2 separate regions of the Mus musculus genome follow, and region 1 is linked to region 2. A link is a contact called in public Hi-C data. All regions are on one chromosome and are shown on one strand. The core of a region is the stretch at or near the end of the contact, and the rest is flanking DNA. Distances in the headings are between cores, read along the strand shown.

Region 1 (2,940 bases), core at 238-2,737, 130 kb after region 2:
TATTATTTCATGTATATGAATGTTTTGCCTGCGTGCCACATGTGTGCCATGCTTACAGAGGGCAGGTGAAAGCACTGGATTAGAACTGGAGTAAACCGGGGTGGCACACGCCTTTAATCCCAGCACTTGAGAGGCAGAGGCAGGCAGATTTCTGAGTTCGAGGCCAGCCTGGTCCTACAAAGTGAGTTCCAGGACAGCCAGGGCTACACAGAGAAACCCTGTCTCGAAAAACCAAAAAACAAACAAACAAACAAACAAAAACAAAAGAAGAAGAAGAAGAAGAAGAAGAAGAAGAAGAAGAAGAAGAAGAAGAAGAAGAAGAAGAAGAAGAAGAAGAAGAAGAAGAAGAAGAACTGGAGTAACATAGCTGTGAGCCACCACGTGGGTGCTGGGAATTGAACCGGGGTTCTCTAGAAGAACAGCAAGTGATCCTAACCACTGGACTACCCCTTTAGTCTCACCATCTCTATTTAAATAGTGCCTATCTTTCTGGAATAAGCACTCTGACACAGAGGGGAGAGGAAGAGATGTCATGGGTAGACTGAAGTCAGGATCGTTCCTGAAAGCCCTCAGGATCGGGTCCTATTTGTAGTTTCATTTTCTACTCTAAAACAGTGGTTCTCAACCTGTAGGTTGTGACCCCTTTAGGGACAACTGTTTCACAGAGGTCACTATCAGATATTTACATTACAATTCATGGCACTCGTAAAATCACAGTGATGAATTAGCGACGATAATGATTGTATGGCTGGGGGTCAGCACAGCATGAAGAACTGTATTAAAGGGTCTCAGCATTGTGAAGCTTGAGAAACACTGGTCTAAACCCACAGTGTGGAGTGAACAGTGTAGATCTTACAGAAGCCTATGTGGCAGTCAGCAGTCAGCAGGTTGTTAAAGGATATGGCCCATTGTTTCGGCTCCCGGGCTTTCTGTTCCAGGTAGCAAGGGTACCTAGAACAGAAGCAAGTCACGCTTGGTAACTAGGCAGTACAGCAGTGCTTTCTATAACTCACTAAATAAATCAATGTCCAATACGTGGTCTTTTCTACGTTATTTACATATTTTTTGCCATCTTTGCTTCAGAAGGTTTTCCTCTAAATAAATAAAATATTGAGAGGGATAGAGAGATGGTGGTTAAGAACACTTGTTGCAGCTGAGCCCGGCTGGTGCCTTAACCCCAGCACTCGGAAGACAGAGGCAGGAGGCTCACTGAGTTCAAATGCTGGGATTAAAGACAGATGCTGTGCACCACCCAGCCTTGCAAAGTATTCTTGCATTAAAAAACAAATCAAACAAACGAAAACTAAATCCTCTCAGGAAAAAAAAAAACTTTTCAGTAATCATTAAGACACTTGGTAAATTTGACTTTATCAAGCTAGCTGAAGATAGATCACCCTGGGGATTTTGACGCCCTGGCTGGTAGGAGCCCAAATGGGCCCCCGCAGTTTGAATTCCATAGTAAAGTCTCCTTCTTGCCACTAGGTGGCGCTTCCTGGCTTTCGGCGAGGTTACTGCATTGTCTCTCTGTTACCTCGAGGTATTGACTTTTTACTTTGAAGGGTGTGGACACTAGCTGCCGGAATGTCACCGGGATTGTGATCCGGATCCTGGTGGTAACTGAGATTGCACCTCACGTCTCGCGTCTTGCATCTCACACCTCAAATACTTACTGTCTCTCCTAGCCAATTTACTCACTCATACTGTGTCAGTGGTGTTTTTCTAAGAGTTATATTTTTTGCTGAAAGGACCCAGATATAGCTGTCTCTTGTGAGACTGTGCTGGGGCCTAGCAAACACAGAAGTGGATGCTCACAGTCAGCTATTGGATGGATCACAGGGCCCCCAATGGAGGAGCTAGAGAAAGTATCCAAGGAGCTAAAGAGATCTGCAACCCTATAGGTGCAACAACATTATGAACTAACCAGTACCCCGGAGCTCTTGACTCTAGCTGCATATGTATCAAAAGATGGCCTAGTCAGCCATCACTGGAAAGAGAGGCCCATTGGTTGTGCAAACTTTATATGCCCCAGTACAGGGGAACGCCAGGGCCAAGAAGTGGGAGTGGGTGGGTGGGGGAGCATGTGGGGGACTTTTGGGATAGCATTGGAAATGTAAATGAAATAAATACCTAATTTTTTAAAAGGATATGGTACTTTCTAAAAAAAAATAATGGGAGGGGGGGAGAAAATTATACAACACGAGCCTAAAGGTATTATATCCTCTTCATCTAGGACTCGGATTCACTGCTTAATGGTGCTTTAACATTCTGTCTGTCTTTCTATCTGCCCATCCATCAATCATCTATATTCCCTCCATCCCTCACTCAATTTTCTTTTCTCAGAACAAAATCAGGAGGCACGCAGCATCAACTTGTCTCTTTAATGAGCAACTATTTTGTTTCTCTGTTGCTAAGTGAATAATGTTTCCGGCTCCTAGTTAAAACAAACAAACAAACAAACAAACAAACCCAAACCCAGTATGTTGATGGGATAACAGGTTGGGACCATACAAGCATCCTTTCTCTAGTGAAACTTTGACCAACTGTTTCCTCAACTGTTAGCAGCTGCTGCCTCCTGACTCTGTTGTTTCTTTTACCTTCCCTACTTGGCAGGCTATTATAATATGGACACTCACTTACACATTCATTCACTTCTGCATGCCAATATATGGCATATTTCATTTTACTCTTTGGCTTAGAATCCACAACTAATATTTATTTTTGGTGCTAATGTTGTCCCAAATTTGGCAAGTGGGATCCTCTTTAACATGTCCTGTAGACCTGAGACCTTCCCTATTCTCAGTTGCAAAATGATCTTTATCTTATCTTGGGTCTCCCTCGGCAACCTGGAATTGGAAACTTCTCCAGTGAGCTCCAGGTCCTTTCAGTCAATTACTTTAGACACCAAACTGGTGTGAGGCGTGCTCACTGTTACCAAGATGC
Region 2 (3,223 bases), core at 495-2,994:
CAGAATACTATACAACTGTTGCAAACTTATGGGGTAGGGTACGTGTCTTTGTTCTCTGAACAAAATTTTATCCAAAGGCCCTGCATGCAAAATATCTGAAGAAGAGCTGCTTACAGGAAGGGGTAACAAGTAACTAGAGCCGTCCGTGCTCTGAGCCCCACAGTCCCTCAATTTAAAGCTACAGCACACGTAAGCAATGAGAGCACTGCATTAGAAAGATCAGAGGCAAAAGGAGGTTTAAGATGATGGTAATATACCATATTTATATACCAGCACACTGTCCCTACACACACACTCTCAAACCATGCTTTATTCTTTTTCTATCTGAACATTTCCAGATCCATCCAGAAAGACACATGGAAGCTGTAGCATTGACCACTTGTGGGAAGAATCTTTGATGAGTGACAGATGTGAGGACTTCAGCCCCTTCGCTGTATGTGCAGCAGGAATTTATCAGAGGGATTGTTAATGCATTACATATTTATAGGAAGTCAATGCTAAAGCTGCCAGGAGCAAAGATTCAGATGAGCACACCGACTTCCCCTTGAATGGACAAAAATGGTATCTGGTGGACAATGCCACCTTGGGCTGGATCAAATAGTTGTCAGTCAGAGACGTCTGAATGTAGTGCATAAGGAGTAGTTCTAAAAGGACTGGTGGAAAAGTACCAGCTTTCTGCAAGCCAAATATGAAGAATGGCGATAGACAGTGCAGGGTTCCCCTTCAGGTGCTAACTATCTTTACCTAGAGCACATAGAGAGGACTGGGTAATCAGCTTCGAGAATCAGAAACTACTAAAGATAGCATTCAGGCCACCAAAGGCCAGCGTCTTCTTGGGGGTTGGTGTTGGCCCGAAGACCCAACATTGCTCTACTTTCTTGACTGCTCTTAGCTCTGCCTCTGGACCAGCTTCCTTGGCCCTCTTCTGATTCCCTGGGCAGGTCACACTAGTCCCAGACTTAAGGTGGCACCACTATGGTTCTCCTGTGTTGTTCACTCAATGTTCCCATGCAAGAAAAGCCTTTCTGGTCACCAGATCTCCAGCGGCCGTCCCTTCCCCCACTCCCAAGTTAGCTCTTTCACCGAACAGTAGAAGATTTCAGGGAAAGACGAAACAGATAATACAGAGGATTTCAGTATCTGCAGGGCACACCGTCCGTGTGACAGCTCAAGGTTTTTCATCTGCAGTGTGAAAGTGACCACAGATGGTATCAACAGTTAGTCAAGACTGCAAGTTGAAAGTCTCAATAACACTATGTTTTTGGTTTTTTCAATGGACAGAGACTTAGGTTTCAGATAATTCTCAGGTGTCCTGACATGCTTTTAGTCTCTTTTTTAACTGTTTGTAAATAAAAAGTTCCTTTCCGACACATCTGGAGCACAAAAGGCACAGACTGGACTGACAGCCACTGTCTGCTGACCCCACCCTGCTCTGTCACAGTCACTTTCCCCAGGGCTATGTATCTCCTTTCTCCATCGTTTGCACTACATGTGGGCTCAGCCTTCAGTTTACTCACCGATGTGGCTCACAGGGTTAGGCTCCTCACCCAGTAGACACCTGATTTTTAATATATGCATGACTCAAGGGACAGAGGGAAAGGGGAGGACAGACAAAATGCTTCTTAAACGTCTATTCTAACACTAGTAAAAGTAGAAAAACTAAGAGATTAAAAACATTGCGAACAAGGATATACTAAGCACTGAATCACCAAACAAATTGAGAGAGAGATATTATATAGGCTCTACTACCATCTAGTGGAAAGAATTACCAATGCCACAATAGTAATTAGCCTCATTTACCCTTACAACAGTTGAAGAGATTTCCTTATTGCTTTATTGGTGCAAATCATTCCCACATTAAAATTTTAAAGGCAGGATCTCATGTAGCCCAGGCTGGCCTCAAACTTGGTATATAGCCAGGAATGACTTTGAAATCCGGATTCTCCCGCCTCCACCTCTAAGTACTAGATTACAACAAGCATCACTACAACCAGGGCCCGAGGCCTGAGTTTTTATTTCAGTTTGGGGAGGGTTTGCTTGTGGGCAGTTCGTGCATAGAGAGGACAGAGGCAACCTTGGATTGCATGGGCAGGAACGCTGTCTGCCTAGTCTCTTTTCAACGGCTTAGGGTTCATCAATTAATCTGGGTTTTCTAGCCAGAGAGCCTCAGAGATCCACCAGTCTCTGCCTTTCCAGTTCTGGGGTTACAAAGCCTAAGCCACCACTCCTGGATTTTTTCCTGCATTCTGGTCAAACTCAGGCTTGGGAGGGAAGCAATTTATCCTCTGAGCTATTTCCCAAGGCCTTCCCATGCTTATTAATTATTCAAATATAATGTGACCACTTAAAAGCACACAGTACTCAGCCATACCTGGCCATTCCAAAATCAGATACTTTGACAACTCCTGCTTCATTCACTAGACAATTTCTGGCAGCCTGGAAAACAAGATTATGACGTTACATTTATTAAAAGGTCCTGCAAAAAAAGGAACAACAGAAGTTCACTTTCTACTAAATATAATACAGTCCACATCAGAAAGAACTGTACATGTGTTCATATAAACTGTTTACAGCCATACTGAAGGTACCTCCAACAAAAATCTGAAGCAACCTGAAAAAAAGACAGATTAGAAATGTCACAAGGCATTATGGCACTGTCTTTACCAACATCACACTTCATGAGGATCAACGGACATTCCAACCTTCTTCCTGGTCCAGGCCTATTGTATTACTATGTGATTTTCTTACTGATGTTGATAACACTCTTAAGTCTTTAATCTAGATTAAAGATGAATTCTCTCTAGGTAACAGTAGAAACACACAATCATCACAGTGACCAGTAACCTGAGAGTGGTCACCTCAACAGACAGAAGAATGGCCAAGTATAGACACAGGACCTGCTTTATCGTGTATGAGGTTGCTAATATATTAAGACATAATATACTCAGCTGGTAAAACACACACATATGTTATTTGGGGTTTGGTGTATTCTTGAATCCATCAAGAATTACATGAACCAATATAATAATTTGGTAGAATGACAGAGGGCTTCTCAGAAGCAAAATAATGGTGTTTTTAACACCTCAACTGATGGGGCAAGGTTTCTCCCTCACTCGTCGGATGCTTGTTTTTCCTGTGTGATAATTCCCCAGAGCTCCTTTCCTCTGAGCACATTTAAGAGTCTCTCTCAAGTGACAGTTAATGCCCACCTCTTGAATTATCT

The links. Hi-C and Micro-C count contacts between places; a contact is called where the count stands out from the background.
Region 1: a contact with region 2 is called in a Hi-C map of the Ba/F3 cell line, with 2.3 times the contacts expected there. The contact joins two enhancer-like sites. A contact is called at or near these places in 3 of 39 promoter capture datasets (the 3T3-L1 cell line, the C10 cell line and HPC-7-derived erythroid cells), 3 of 15 datasets of contacts at CTCF or cohesin (CD8 T cells, large pre-B cells and pro-B cells), 2 of 484 Hi-C or Micro-C datasets (the Ba/F3 cell line and bone marrow-derived macrophages), 1 of 115 datasets of contacts at active chromatin or transcription factors (large pre-B cells) and 2 of 9 other capture datasets (adipose tissue and liver).

Annotation. Positions count from the first base shown.
Region 1 is chr5:72,890,209-72,893,148 of GRCm38.p6, forward strand. No RefSeq gene overlaps it. Among named protein-coding and RNA genes, the nearest start is that of Slain2, 23 kb to the right of the region's middle. Within about 2 kb of position 1,488, at least 8 of the 459 cell types and tissues checked have an H3K27ac peak or open chromatin away from gene starts, as enhancers often do. A contact at or near this core is called in the Ba/F3 cell line, where this site is marked.
Region 2 is chr5:72,757,972-72,761,194 of GRCm38.p6, forward strand. It overlaps Tec (tec protein tyrosine kinase), which reads right to left. Exons shown (of 19, transcript NM_001113460.2): 16 at 2,372-2,436. Among named protein-coding and RNA genes, the nearest start is that of Txk, 6.8 kb to the left of the region's middle. Within about 2 kb of position 1,745, at least 30 of the 459 cell types and tissues checked have an H3K27ac peak or open chromatin away from gene starts, as enhancers often do. A contact at or near this core is called in the Ba/F3 cell line, where this site is marked.